2 separate regions of the Mus musculus genome follow, and region 1 is linked to region 2. The links are chromatin contacts, called in public Hi-C maps. All regions are on one chromosome and are shown on one strand. Each heading gives the region's core, a stretch centred on a gene start, on an enhancer-like site or on the middle of the called end of the contact. The rest is flanking DNA. Distances are from core to core; before and after follow the strand shown. Region 1 has its middle 18 kb from the start of Ntpcr. Region 2 overlaps Disc1 (disrupted in schizophrenia 1).

What was found. Hi-C and Micro-C count contacts between places; a contact is called where the count stands out from the background.
Region 1: a contact with region 2 is called in a Hi-C map of the N1E-115 cell line, with 2.0 times the contacts expected there. The contact joins two enhancer-like sites. A contact is called at or near these places in 2 of 484 Hi-C or Micro-C datasets (the N1E-115 cell line and embryonic stem cells), 7 of 115 datasets of contacts at active chromatin or transcription factors (bone marrow-derived macrophages, embryonic basal ganglia, embryonic stem cells and 3 more) and 1 of 9 other capture datasets (embryonic stem cells).

The regions. Positions count from the first base shown.
Region 1 is chr8:125,711,948-125,719,600 of GRCm38.p6, reverse strand. No RefSeq gene overlaps it. Among named protein-coding and RNA genes, the nearest start is that of Ntpcr, 18 kb to the left of the region's middle. Within about 2 kb of position 3,205, at least 19 of the 459 cell types and tissues checked have an H3K27ac peak or open chromatin away from gene starts, as enhancers often do. A contact at or near this core is called in the N1E-115 cell line and neural progenitor cells, where this site is marked.
Region 2 is chr8:125,239,096-125,246,325 of GRCm38.p6, reverse strand. The region is part of intron 11 of Disc1 (disrupted in schizophrenia 1); the gene reads right to left. Among named protein-coding and RNA genes, the nearest start is that of Gm30713, 140 kb to the left of the region's middle. Within about 2 kb of position 4,020, at least 24 of the 459 cell types and tissues checked have an H3K27ac peak or open chromatin away from gene starts, as enhancers often do. A contact at or near this core is called in the N1E-115 cell line and neural progenitor cells, where this site is marked.

The sequences.
Region 1 (7,653 bases), core at 1,956-4,455, 470 kb before region 2:
TTTGCCTCCATCACCCGAGTGATCCCGGTTGTCATCATGACCATGCAAATGTATCCTGTCAAATCTGGTTCAGGAGTAGAGGAAGCAGATGTGTAGGGAGCTTGGTGTCCATTGGTGTGGACTGGAGAGTGAGGGGTTAGGGGAAAGGAGAGAGAGAAGTCATGATACATGTAACCTGCACATAACTTGACCAGTGGGAAACTAATGAGCCAAAATTTGTAGAGTGAAATAACACCAAAAGCTGGGAAAATAATATTAAAGGTATGCACACCTTTCATTTTCCACTCTAGGAGCCACCAAGCAAAATGGAGCTACTTTGTGTGTGTGTGTGTGTCCATGCTTGTGTATGTGCATAATATATGTGTATGCAGGTGTATATGGAGGTCAGAGCACAACTTCACTTCCATGCCTCTTAAACACGAGCAGTCTCTCAGATGTCATTTCACTTCCTGTACTCTAGGGGGCGCTGTCTGTGCTCACTTTTGCAGGTGCCCAAGGATTCAAGGTCTCAGAGGGTTGGAGCGTGTTGCTGACAGGAGCCCAGAGCCTTCATGGGAGCCTCAAAATTCTGCCCCTACCCGATATTGGACAAGAGGCAGACAAATGACTGGGATGAGGGGACTCATCATGGTGTAGCTACCTGAAAGGTGCCCAGATGACCTGTCACTGATAGAAATTGTCAAACAGCATCCATGCTATAGGTAAAACTCTTTGGTGATATGACTGTCCATATTGCCCAGGGGTCTTGCAAGCAGTGTGGCTATCTATGAGTCACCCCAATAAGCTCATTGGTTCACCAAGCCAAGCATAGATGGAATTCTTTAGTTTACCAGTATCCTCTCTTGCTGGGTAAGTTGACATGTTGTTATGTCTCCCCAGGAAAATCTTTGAGATACTCCATCACTGTCACACAAGCTGACCCACACTGTCTACCTACCACAGTCCTGGGAATGATGTGACCTCATTACACCCTATAAGAAGAGACACTGTCTGCCTGTCTAGGGTTAGAAGGCTTGATCCCCAAATCTTCTTTGTCTCTCTCTGTTTTGGGGGCTTTCGGTTTTGTGACACAGTGCTCAGCGATGTGATTCCAATTTGCACGTACTTAACGAGATACAGAGGCTATTCGGGGTGAAACTTCCAAGCCTTGACCCTCAGCATTCCAATTTGCACAATAAATTCCTGATAAAATTTCAAGCTTAAGAAATCACTTAAAGAATTTATGCTGCCCATTAGCTCAGTTCTGTCTGGGTGCTCTGCTCCCTCCCCGTGCCCTTGTCACAGTCCCTCATCTTGTCACAGACTTTCCTGGTCACTTAAGTTCTGCCCCGGCTCCGGTGTGACCTTGGCAAGCCCGGGTACCTCCAAGCATCTCACATTTCCCTGTCTCTAAAGTGATGGTATACTTTGCCACGCTGGGATTCCTGAGGATATAGTCATCTCTTCAAACTGCTGAGCAAGATGTAAGTACCCCTAGAGTGTCAAATGACCAGGGCTCAGCTTGTCTCTCCGTGGGGGCCGCTGCCAGCTCCCTGTCCCTTTTAATGGACACAAACCATGGAGATGCATTTTTACCAGCTTTGGGTTTCCTCTAGGCTCAGAAGCAGTATGTGAACTTCTGTGGATGGGCAGTTCAGGACCATGTGGCAGCTTGCACGCAGTGTCTCTGCCTATTCACCCTGCTGACCACTTCCGGCTTGCCCAGGTTCTCCTGGGTCCTCACTTTCTTAGGAATCCCTCCCTTTACCTCACTAGGGAAGGGAGCCCCTTATGCTTGGCAGGAGTTCATTTGACAGTGACCCTTGAGCTCCTTCACTTTCTCTTACCTTGCTCCCTCCTTGACAGGAAGAGATGTCTGACTCAAGGGAGAGTAAAGCCTCCTGGGAGGTCTCACCAGACAAGAAGAAAGAAAACATTGAATTTCTCCAGCGCAGGACGTGGACTTTCCATCCCGTCTCCCCAGACTCTCTTTTCCTCCCATAGAAAGCTTTTTACAGGCCAGGATATGACTCAGTCATTGAGCACCTACCTACCTAGCACACACAAGACCCTGGGTTCTACCCCCATTGCCAAAACAACAACAGAACAAATCACATCACAATGACCTGGGGCTACAGTCCTTGCCTGAAAGCACGAACCCTGAGTCTGATCCGCAGAACCCATGAGAGAAGCTAAGTATGGTGATATGCACGTGCTGGGGAGGCAGAAATAGGGAGTTCCTGGGCCTCACTGGACAGTCACCCTAGCCCCATCAGGAAATTCCAGGCCAGTAAGAGGCCTGCCTCAAAAAACAGGGTGGACAGCCCCCGAGGAATGGTGCCCAAATTATCCTCTGACCTCCACATGCACGCTCACACATGGCCTTCATCACTATTTCTTAAGGTTCTATTTACATTTAGTGCATCAGCAGATACATACTACGAGCAGTTTCCCCATATCTTACAATGAATCCACTTGTTTGTGTACAGGGAGGGCAACCTGTATAGGCATAAAGAATCCGGCTTGTTTTTATGCCTTCCCAGATTCTAACCAGGAGCCCCTCTCAAGATGCTCACTTCAAAGCAAGGACTGGCCTTTTGAACAGCAGCTACCATAAGCCCGATAGGGTGGCCCCACAATGCAGCCCAACATCAGTGAATGTGGAAATGAGCATGCTTACGCCCTTGTTATGGCCCAGTGCTTCCAGGGCCTGTGGAGAGCTCCGGAGAGCTCCTGACAGCTTCCTGATGCTTTGATGTACCCCATGACAAATGCACGGTGGGCTCTGTGCCCCGGTTCAAAGTTAAGCAGTCCTATTTAATTGGAGCAAAGGCCACTTTACAGGAGAACTGAACAGGAACCACATCACAGTGACCCCTGAGTGGCAGCCAATACCCATGAGCCTCGTGACAGGCACATTGGCTAATGATCCCCCGGCCTCACTGTGAGCATGCAGATAGATGTGTCTGCAAAGGGGGAATTGTGTTTGCCAGAGGCTTCAGGTCTGGACTTTCTCTTTAGCTCTTATTAGATAAGAGCTCAGAAACTGAAGGAACAAAACATCCACGTCCTGCCTCCCAGGTGCCCCACATTCCCACAGGGCCAGATTGTTTCCTGGCTCCCTTCGGCTTCCTGGAGATGAGCTCTGTCTTGGTCCCTCTCTCAGAGGGTTAGCAGAGCCCCTGTCACAATGGCCAGACTGTGTGCACTGGGCCCATTCCCTCTGGCTGGCATTTACTGTCTCCATGTGGAGCAGAGCCAGGTGTCAGAGCTTTCAGCTTAGCCCCTGGGCGGCTGTAATTGTCTATGGTCCTGGGGCAGTTGCTGTTCTGCCAATCTCGTGGGATGTTGCTTTTGTAAAACCCAGCAGATAGGTTGGGGAGATGGCTAAGTCAGTTAAGTGCTTGCTAACCTCGATCCCCAGGCAAACATAACAGAGCCATGTGTGATGCTGTCTGTCTATTCTCCCAGCACCAAGGAGACATGAGGACCTCTGAGGAGTGGAGGTGGGATTTCTGTGGCCAGCCATTCTCTCCAAACCAGTGAGCTTCAGGTCCCAGTGAAAGACCCTTCCTCAGAATACAAGGTGAATGGCTAAGAAAGAGTTCCCATGGGACATTGACCTTGAACCCACACGTATGTACATGTATGTGTTTGTATACCAAAATATATATACATAAATACGCACACTTCTGCAGGGGTTTCTCCAGCCCTTGCATCTGAGGTTTTTCTCGTAAGAATATTGCTAGGGATTTAAAAAAAATGCCAGTAAGTATCAGCTTCCCTTGCCTTAAGACCTAAGGTTCAGTCTTTGGTACCCTATAATGTAATGATTTAAAAACAGCAAGCTTGGCACCTACACGCCACTGTTGGCTGTCTCCGACAAACTTGAAGCTGTTTCAGAATCACAGTTTAAAAGTGGCTATCAGGGCTGAAGAGATGGCTCGGCAATTAGCACTGGCTGCTTTTTCAGTGGACCCAGGTCTCATTTCCCAGAACCTGCATGGTTGTGCATGAACATCTGCAACTCAAATTTCAGCGGGTCTCATGCTCTCTCTCATCGGCGTCCATGTGCACTAGGCGTGCATGCGGTGCTCATTCATATATACCGTCGTCAAAACTCTCACCTGCATAAAATAAAAACAAATTAGAAGGGGCTATTGTTTTCTTCCTTCTTTTCTCCCACCCCCTTTCTTTTAGTTTTAAGAGACAGGGTTTCTCTGTGTAGCCCCTGGCTGTGCTAGAGCTCACTCTGTAGACTAGGCTGGCCTTGAACTCAGAGATCTGCCTGCCACTGCCTCCCAAGTGCTGGGATTAAAGGTGTGTGCCATCATCATCATCCAACAGAGGAGCTCTTCTTAATCATAGAGTTGCCTCATATTCCTTGTTTAGACCCAAAGGTGGAGACATTGAAAAGAGCTTCTTTTGAGTGATAGAGAAAGCAAACAAGGGCTTGAGGGGTGCTAATTTGTCCTCTTGAAGCAAATAAAATATATAACTGTTTAGAAGTGCTACAAAGGGAAAAAAAACCATGGAGATGGTACATGGTACTGGAAAGCACTTTTCACTTATTAAAAGCCATTTAATCTGCTAATGAGAGAGCTGTGTGGTGGCTGTCCCTGTGACTGACAAAGCAAGGGGAAGGGGGACCTAACAGGTGCCACTGTTGCCTAGAATAACAAATTAAGCACCAGGACAAAGGGGAAAGCCAAACATTTTTTGAATTTACCATAGAAAGGGTTTTCTTCCTCCTGCCCTTCTTGGGACATGCCTTTCCCATTCAGGTTCATTCAAAATTAAGTTGTACTTTTCCTCCCCTTAAATTCTGATTCTATTCCCCAGATGGCCACACAGAGCTATTCATCTGGCTGCCACAGTTCCTGGTGAGGTTGCCTTTGCCAAGATGCACAAGGCACCAGGTACAACTTATTAACCGGACTCCAGCGTCTCAGCCTCCAGGTTCTGATGAAGAGCAGCTGGATGTGATCTTAGGAACTCATTGGCTGAGTGTCCCTGCAACCATACAGCAGCAGAGGTGAGGTGTCATCCACATACTGAAAAGTGCCACCTTCTCACCCACCGTCTGCCTCTCACCCAATCTGGTGCTAGGAAGCATCAGGTGCTGGGAGATTGTGTCCCCTGAGTCTCTATGCAGCGAAAGGCAGGATGATTAGTTTGGAAATAAAGGAGGCCCTCCTGGGTCTGACTTTTCTCTTGCTCCCCTTTGGACATTATTAACTAATTGGAGCTACAGTCCCTTCATGAGAAGCTGCTTGTCATAACGAATGTACTCTACCTAAGTCCAGCCTCCTTGTGTGCTATCTGTGAGGTGCTTTTTGATGGATGTTTGAATCTCTGCTAGTGCTCCTTTCTCCAGCTGCAAGCCTGCAACAATGTATCTAAAATGTCTCCTCTTAGAGGATAGAATTCTTCAGATAAGATGAAGTAACCTACCAGCCCAGACTTTTCCTAATATCTAAACTCAGTTGCAGATCAAACTTCTACCCTCTCTCCTGTCTGTCTCTCCTGCTAATGGAGGCTGCATCTATTCCAGTTGTGCTATGCAGTCTTTCCCATAAGAGCCATCCCCTCGCCTGTAAACTCTTTCTCAGGAGAGAGCAACACTGCAGGTCTTCTTTCATGGCTGCTAGTGAGACTCCCTCCTGAGCCAGACCCAGTACCAACAACCATGGTTTCCATGCCGTCTGGAACCTATACACGACTAGACTACCTCTCCTGGGGCAGGAAGCTGGAATGGAAGGGTAGATGCTTGAACAAAAGAAATGAGGAAGAGATTGGTGTGCCTTCACTACAAACGTCTTTACCAGCACACACATCTGGACAACTGGGAATAGAAGTGATGCTTTCTATCACCTGACTGTCCCCAAACTTGGCTTCCTCCAGTCCATTGAAGAATATTAGAGAAAGATCCTGGTTTTACATATCTGAGGGACCCTGGCTCCGCTCTGCTCCACATTCAGGATTCTGTGTACTGACAAATGATGTGCTGAATGAAGCCACATGACCTCTTTGCCCATGTCAGTAGCAACCTGATTTGCTAATGGTCTACATGAGTCATAGTGGCCCCGGAACCAGCTAGACACAAATAGGCCTTCAGGAAGCTTCTGTCCAGGAGGAGGACATAAGGTGGGAGTCTCCAGGGAAACAGGACGAGTCAGGACATGTTTAATAGTAAGAAACTCACATCTGCTGGCAGTGCCCAGGCCACAGTCTCACCTGCTTGCTATGGTTGAGGAAGGGTGGTAGGCCAGTGACAAAATGCCTGACAAGACCCAACTTAAGAAAGAGAAAGTTTGTTTTAGCTCACAGTTCAAGTGTATCACGGTAGGAATAATATGGCTGCGGAAGTGTGAGGCACCTGATCCCATGGCGTCTGCAGCTACGAAGCAGAGAGAGATGAATGCTGGTGTTCAGCGCATTTGATTCTTTGTATTGAGACCAGGACCTCAATCTATGGGGTGTTGACCCCACAGTTAGGTTCAAGAAATTCCCTCCCAGTCTTGCCCTGACAGAGGCCTGTCTCCTGAAAGAGCCTGTTGAGTTGGCGGGATTAACCATCATTGGTGGTTTGTTTGCAAAGTACTCAGTTCATTTGGGAATTTACATTGAGTGTAGCATCCACATTGTAACTAGCTGGCTCTGCAGTGCTGCGAACTGCTCACAATCTCAAGGTTTCATGCTGGCCTGGGTCCCTCCTCTGGAAGCATGAGGTGAGGTGGCCAGACACTGCCCACTTCAGGGTTACAGTTAGGTGCCCAACTCGGAAGGGCTCCCAGGTATCACAAGACTCTGTCTGTCCCCTCTGGGGAGAGGCAACATTTCACTTCCTACCACCTGCTTTTCCTGACAACTCAACAAGAAGAGGCAAAGCCAGCCCCGCCTTCCCATCCTCCTAAGAGAGTGTCTAGTACTGGGGCCACTGCCACCATCCTTCAGCGACACAGAACACCAGCCTCTTCCACTTCTTCAGGGCGTACTCCAAGCCTGCCTTGCCATCTTGGGGCTGCATCCAGTGTCATGGACGGAGCATCTCCAAGTTCTCCACTTGTCCAGAATGCAGGTGGCCATTGCTGGACAACCCAGCCCCTCCCGAGTTATTCCTAATATAGATTATATATTGGCTCTGACCCTCCGGAGAACCCTGCTGATGCAGGGGCTGGCTGAGAAAGAGGGAAAGCTTCTACATGAGGAGGGAGAGGAGGCCAGGTCTGTGCTATGAGTGGATGAAGCACGCATAAGCCCTTAGATGGATTGCCCTGTTTCTAAACCACAACACCCAAAGCCCCTCAGATCCAGGGAAACTGGGAGAGCTGGCTAACCTGCCTCCCTCCCTGTTCCAGGAACTTCCTATTAGCCCAGAAATTTGCTCTGCCAGCAGATTCCAGGTCCTTCCCACTAGAGCCTTTGCTCTAGGCTTTCTGCAGAATCTGAACCAGCAGCTTGAGTGTCTTCTAAGCTCTTTTCTTTTCTTTTTTAGATGTATTTATTTATTATATATAAGTACACTGTTGCTGTCTTCAGACACACCAGAAGAGGGTGTCAGATCTCATTACGGATGGTTGTGAGCCACCATGTGGTTGCTGGGATTTGAACTCAGGACCTTCAGAAGAGCAGTCAGTGCTCTAAAACCACTGAGCCATCTCTCCAACCCCT
Region 2 (7,230 bases), core at 2,771-5,270:
CCAGTCAATGCCGGTTGAGCTCTTCTCCCAGGTGATAAGGTTAGATTTGTTTTATTCCCGTAAGGCCCTTGTGGGAAAGACTTAGTCCCCAGTATGGCAGTACTAGGTGAGACCATACTTAGTCTCCAGGATGGCAGTACTAGGTGAGACCATACTTAGTCTCCAGGATGGCAGTACTAGGTGAGACCATACTTGGTCCCCAGTATGGCAGGTAACTAGACTGCCAGGTGCTGCCCTTAGAAGGGATTAATGCCAGTGTCCAATCTTACTCTACTGTTGGAAGACTGCTATAAAAGAGCAAACCTGAGACTCTCTGGCTTCCTGTACCACCACATGATTTGTTCTGCGTGATGTAATACCACTTAGTGTGGTAATAGAGCTACAGGATCCCTCACCAAAGGACACACAATGGGGCTGGCTGCCCAACCCTGCACTTTTAGACTCACTGTGAACCAAATATACCTCTCTTCTTTATAAAGGATTCAGCCTTAGGCACTTGGTGATGGCAAGAGAATAGAAGCAAATGCAAAAAAAAGTCTTGAAGAAGCTTTGCTGTGTCTTAGACTATAGTAGACAGACAGTGCTCTCAAGCTAGTGAGCAGAGCCAGAGAAAGAAGTCCAAATACCAAATGCCTGCCCATGCCTGAGCCCAGAATAACCTGCTAGGGTGATCCCCATGCCTCTGGGACAGCTGCTAGCCTTAAATGACCAAAACAGCATTTTATGAACACACATATGTGCACATGGACACATACATGCATATATGTGTTGAAAATGGGATCTGTCTCAATGTTGGGGTGACTTTCCTTACATCGTATTTCCTCTGTATTTTCAATTGTTAATTCTGTGCCAGCAGAGAGCTGGGTTCTGACAGGATTCTGGTACTGTCATTTCTATGGCTCATCACCAGGATTTTTATGTGGAAATGCTTATGCTTCCACACCTGTTCAGAAGATGAAGGTTGGGCAGCTTTCAATGCCTTAGGCAACCAAAGAGATGGACCAGGCATGGTCTCACTGCTGATTGGTTACAATAAAGCCAATAGCTGGGGCAGAAAGTATGGGATGGAATATCTGGGCAGTTACAGATGCAGGAGGGATACAAAGAATCGAAGGAGACAAGGAAGAAGCAGAAACAGGAGAGCAGAGTGGAGCAGGGAGATAAAGAGCTGGCCACATGCAGAGACACAGGACACGTGCAGAGACACAGGCCACATGCAGGGACACAGGCCACGAGCAGGGACACAGGCCACATGCAGAGACACAGGCCAGGAGCAGGGACACAGGCCACATGCAGGGACACAGGCCAGGAGCAGGGACACAGGCCAGGAGCAGGGACACAGGCCATGTGCAGGGACGAGCAGGGGACACAGGCCACATACAGGGAAACAGGCCACAAATAGGGGACACAGGCCATGAGCAGTGACACAGGCCACGAGCAGGGGACACAGGCCAGAAGAGTTAGGATAAATTAGAAGTGAGCTGTGAGCCTTCCCCAACTAAAGGCCATCTGCTTTAACTACATAGAAGTCCCTGTGCTACATTTAAGCTTACTTCAGGTGGGTCCTCAAAAACCCCACAACATGTCTGTCTGCAGGTGGGGACAGGTCCTTGTCTCCACTTTGGGTTAATCCTGTGGGGCAGGTCAAGGACCTGGCTGCTGTCCACCCCATGGAAGGTGGGCTCACCTCACTTTAGGCGTCTGGGCGGGGTCTGCCCTGTGGAAGGTGAGTTCACCTTGAGATAACAGACTTTCTTCTCCCTAGAATTCCTGTCCCCTACTTCAGCACCCTTGAGGTTCCACTGGGTCTGCAGGCCTTTCTGAGCCAAGATATTTTGCCTTTCCTCTGTCTTTTCCTTGTGGTTGCTGGCCAGGGTCTACATATGCTTTAAAATTCCCCAACTAATGCTTTAGGCTTCCGTCTCTTTCCCTAAAGTCCCTCTGCCTGACTTGTGGCCAACCACACCATGCCCATACTTGCTTCTCGTCTCCATTCTCCTCCCCACAATATTACAGCTTACCTGCCCTGGGGTTTTTCTTTTAAACACTAACAAATTGACTATAAGCTTTCATTATTTGAGTGCATTCTCTGTTCCCAAGCCTGTTTATGTCTGCTCTTACTTTTTTTTTTTTTAATGAGACTTAAGAACTCCAATTTCTCCAGTACTGTGTGATAGCTTTTCTGAGATGCCAGTGATGGCTTCTTTCCTTCCTTGTAGTTCTTTAATCAGAAGATCCCCTTTCCTGTATACCTAGACAGCATCATGTGACATATGCATACATACATGCATATACTTATGCACATGTGCACACACACACACACACAAACACACACACACACACCCCTTTTATTGGCCTCAGAAGATGCTCTGTAACAACCTCTCAGGCAGTCCCTCCAAATGATCCAACAACATTTCAAGCATCATTTGCCAGTCACCTCGTGGTCAGTCCTGCAGGCTTGAATGCCCGGGATAAACCCTTTCAGCTGTGTGGAAAGAGAGCCAACGTTACATTTCTGTCCTGCTCTCTCGGACCAGAGCCTGGTTGAAAACAGAAAGCACGACTCCCTCTGATGAACAGAACATTCTCATGACAACATCTTTCTAAAACACAGACCCAGATCGAGTCCCTGGCAAGATGTCCACCCATATGCACAGTGGGGACGTCACTCACTCCGTGCTCCGCATCCCTGAGGGCTTTTGTACACTGCTTCATTTCCCATAAGGATGGTTAGAACCTTGGATAGAGCATTTGGGAAACACCAACACTTAGAAGTTTTGAACTGGAGTTCATATGTCAGGGAATACATAATTATGGGTGTTTGGGTGAGCATTTGTTAACAGTATCAGGCTGGAACTACAGCAAGAGAAAGTCCTGTGAACTATTGTCATTCTGAATATGTGACACTTTGGGAAGCTCACTGAAGTCACTGCTAGGTGGGGTGAGCTCTGGTTTCAGAAATGTCACTGTCAGTGGAGACCCCCTGCAAACTCAAGCAGACAGGTTGCCCCTTGGGCCATATACACGGATTGAGAGTGATTAAATAACTAATTTCTCAAGTTGTCCTCAAAAGCCAGTCTAAGGGAAGAGCAGGATAAGACACTGGAGGCAACCAACCGAACAAGGGAAATCTCGTAACTAAGTAACAGGCCAACCATCACAAGGATTTGAAGGGTTTATGTTCAGACAGGAAGTCGTACAGCCTGGATTTCCAAGCCACTGCCAACCTCTGCTGCTGCTGCTGCTGCTGCTGGTTTTGTGTGTGTGTGTGTGTGTGTGTGTGTGTGTGTGTGTGTTGATTGATGGGCAAGAATGCAATCTGCCTGAGCTGTCATCTTGTATACTGTCCCCTGCCATAACTCAGCCAGCTCACACAAGACCCTCTTTTCCTCAGCCATATAATAAAGTGTCTGTAATAGCCCATCACCTTTCCACACACACACCTACAAATCTCATTCCTACAGTCAGGGTAAGACAGGTAACTGAGTAGACTTTTCTAGTAGCTGGCAAACCATCTGCATTTAGGAGTTGCCAGGCTATGACACTATCCAAAACCCTGCAACACACACACACACACACACACACACACACACACACACACACACTTATAATCCAAAATTCAATTTGCGCCCCAGGATGTCTGCTCTGTTGCTAGGTCTCATTACCTCTCCTACAGCTTGAGGTAAACCAGACGCGGCTACCACCGTGCCGGAGCTTAGTGGATGTGCTAACGCCTTTCCTTGGCTTCCTGTTGCAGTCACGGGCTCTGGGCTGTTTTCCAGAATAGTTCCCTTGCAAATGCATTCCAGGGATGCTCTATGGTCTGTATCTTTCCTTCAAAAATACAGTCTTCATAAAGAATCATTCCCTCAGACAAATGCCCGTCCGACACAGGAAGAGTCTCTCTCGCATCTATTTGAAATAGGTTCTGTGATAAGCTTCACTTTCCACACCCATGCTGAGAGCTACAGTCACTGTGTAAATTCCATTAAGCAGAGAGGCACACATTAAGACTCCAAGGGTGAATCTTTATTATACTGGAGAGTAGAAACATTCATCTAAATTCCACATTGTATGGTCACACCCTGAGTGGGTGGGCTTCTCTTTTAAAAGCATCCAGATGTCTGTAGGGGCAGAAGGCATCTGAATCATTTAGACCTCTTTAGGTCTGAGCAAGAAGCTAGTTGTCTTCAAGTACCCTGCGCTCATTCAGAGAAGGCTTTGAGATGCAAGTTTATGACAAATGTGTTCGGTTTTATTTAGTGTTCAACAGAACCAAAAAAAAAAAAAAACCAGAACCAAAACTTCTCATAGCAGGGGAAAGAGCCCGACTGCACAGTGAGAACAGGCCTCCCTTCCCCACCCCCTCCCAGTGTACATGAAGGACCTGGGAAACTGCCTTTTGTGTGGCAGGATTACTCAGGAGGGTTTGGGCTGCTTCCCTTCAACACGCCAGGCTTGGGCATCAATGTTGAGCAAACCAGAGGCCAGAATGGAGCTCAGTGGGTAAAGTGCCTGCAGCACAAGCAGGAGAACCCATGTAAAAGACCTGGTGTGCTGGTGTGCGCTGGGGAGGCTGAGACACAGAGGTCCCCCGGGGTTCACTGACCAACCAGTCTAGCCTTCATGGTCAATTCCAGGCTAATGCTCCTCTCTCAAAAAACAAGATATATGGTACCTGAGGAATGACACCCAAAGTTTACGTCTAGCCTCTGCACAGATACCTACACATACACACACACACAGACATATACATGCACACACATACATATATATATATGTACACATATATGCATACAAACACATATACACATATGCATATATACACACATATATACATGCATACACATGCATGCATATACATACATGCACACACATATACACATAACATACACACATATACACATACACGCACACATATGCATACAAATACATATGCATATACATAAATACATACATGCATACACATATACATACACACATATACATGCACACACATTCACACATATACATATATGCACAAATATATACACATATATACACATATACATACATACACATATACACACATAAGTACATGCACACACATAGACACACATACACACATGATAAACACACACATACATATATATGTATATATAGATATATATACACATATACACACACAGACATACACACACACACAAATTAAAATTGCACAAAACCAAACTTGAGCAGACCAGATTCCAATAGGACCTTCTGAGGAAAGCCAGTCGGTAAATGAGATCTACAGCATCAGACAGTGCCTGAACAGTTTCCCTCCAGGAAGATTCAGGGTCTGGAAGCAGTGACAGCACACTACCGGGACTCCTTTGAATAAGGAAGTACAGAGAGGAGGTGGAGAGATAGCTCAGAGGTTAAGAGCGCTCATGGTTCTTCCAGAGAACTCGAGTGAGCTGGGTACTCCCATCAAGCAGTTCACAATCACCCACAACCCCAGCTCCAGGGGATCTGACACATTCTTCTGCCTTCTGTATACCCCCATGTGTGTGGCACACACAGACATACAAATAAAAATAAATCTTTAAAACATTTTTTCTAAAAGAAGGAAGTGAAGACAGACCACAGCTGGGGACTCCCCCGCGGGAATAAGCTCCAAGACATCTGGGGCTAAGGATTCCGACTGGCGGAGTAAGGCGGACCTAGGAGAGGAGGACCAAGTGCCACCTGGCACCCATGTGTGCTCTAAGTTTTAGAGTATAGCACAAACCTGTGTGACCATGAGACCCTGAGAGCACCTTTTTCAAAGGTGAGCCTTTCCTGGAGTCTCATTGTTGCCATCCCAACCAGCACTACTTTGTTCTGTAGCCATGGTACCTGCAGCTTGCCTGGAGATGACGGCATTTAGGCTGGCAGAGCCTGCCCCTCATGAGGCACTGCGGTATGCCCCGGATGGAGCAGAGTAAGGGCCATTTTCCTTTCTTATACTGTACTTCTACCTTGTCAGGATCTGCCCGACTTATGTCAGAGAGATAAGGCCTGATTTGTTATGAATAGGGTCCCCATAAATGCACAAATGGGGGAAGTACTGGTGGATGGAAAAACAGATGCTCAGTATAGACAGACAGAATGGCATTAAACTATTAATTGGGAAGGAAGGAAGAGCAAGACAATGTGTGTGTGTGTGTGTGTGTGTGTGTGTATGCACACACATATATGTGTGTATATGTACATATGTATATATGTAAGACAAAGGTCTGCTCTACACAGCCAGCCTCTTGCCTGTTCTAGCCTGGATAGTTAGTCCTGGCTCACAACTAGCCTCTGGGAAACAGGAAGATCCTGTCTTTAACTGCCCTGGTCCTGTTGAGGAATTAGATGTGGCCTAGGTATGATGAAGAATAGAGTGCTATTCCATTTCTAGAAATGGGATGCCCTGCAGGGGTGGGGAGTCTCTCAGCTGCCAAAGGACAACAGTGTGCATTTGTTAGTGGAACCTGTGTTGCTAGTGTGTGAGGGTGTCCTTGCCACCCTGTGGTGACTGTGACCACCCTGCTGCCTGTTTATCCCTCAGCCTTTGCCAGCAAATGACAAAGAGTCTCCATGGTGGAAGACTCCAGGAGCCCTGAGGTCTGTTTTCTCAGATGCGCTGAGCTATGGTTAATTAATGGAGGAAGTGCAGATGCCCCAACCCTGGGCCCTGGAGCACAGAAAGTGATTCCACATTTTTCTAAAAGTACAGGAAACAGGCAGATCAGAGGCGCCAACTTCCTTCCCTGGGGCAGGTGAAGGAGGCTGGCAGCAGGCAGGGACATTAATTAACAGAAAAGGACCAGCAGGAAGGAGCCTCTCACTGGCTACAGAGGAAAGCCCTCCCTTACCCACCTGCTCCTTCCATTACACTCAGGGTCCAAGGCCAGGCTAGAGGGCAGAGAGCTCGAATTCTGGTTGGTTGAATGGTTTCTAAACCTATTTATGCCAATTGTACTTAAAATCCTAATTATATCATTTAGATATGTACCATACAAACCAGTGCAATGTTACTGTAAAAAGAAAAGTTCATATGCACATTTCTTTTAACGGAAAGCCTTGGAAAGATACAACAATATCGGAGAGAGGCAGAGAGGAGCTGGACCCTGGAGGCTGCTTTGCAAGTGTCTCTTAAGCGTTCTGTCCACTTTAAAGAGGCCACAACTGGAAACTGGATGGTAGCTTGTAGGTAAGGCATGTGCAAGAAGGGGCCCTCAAAAG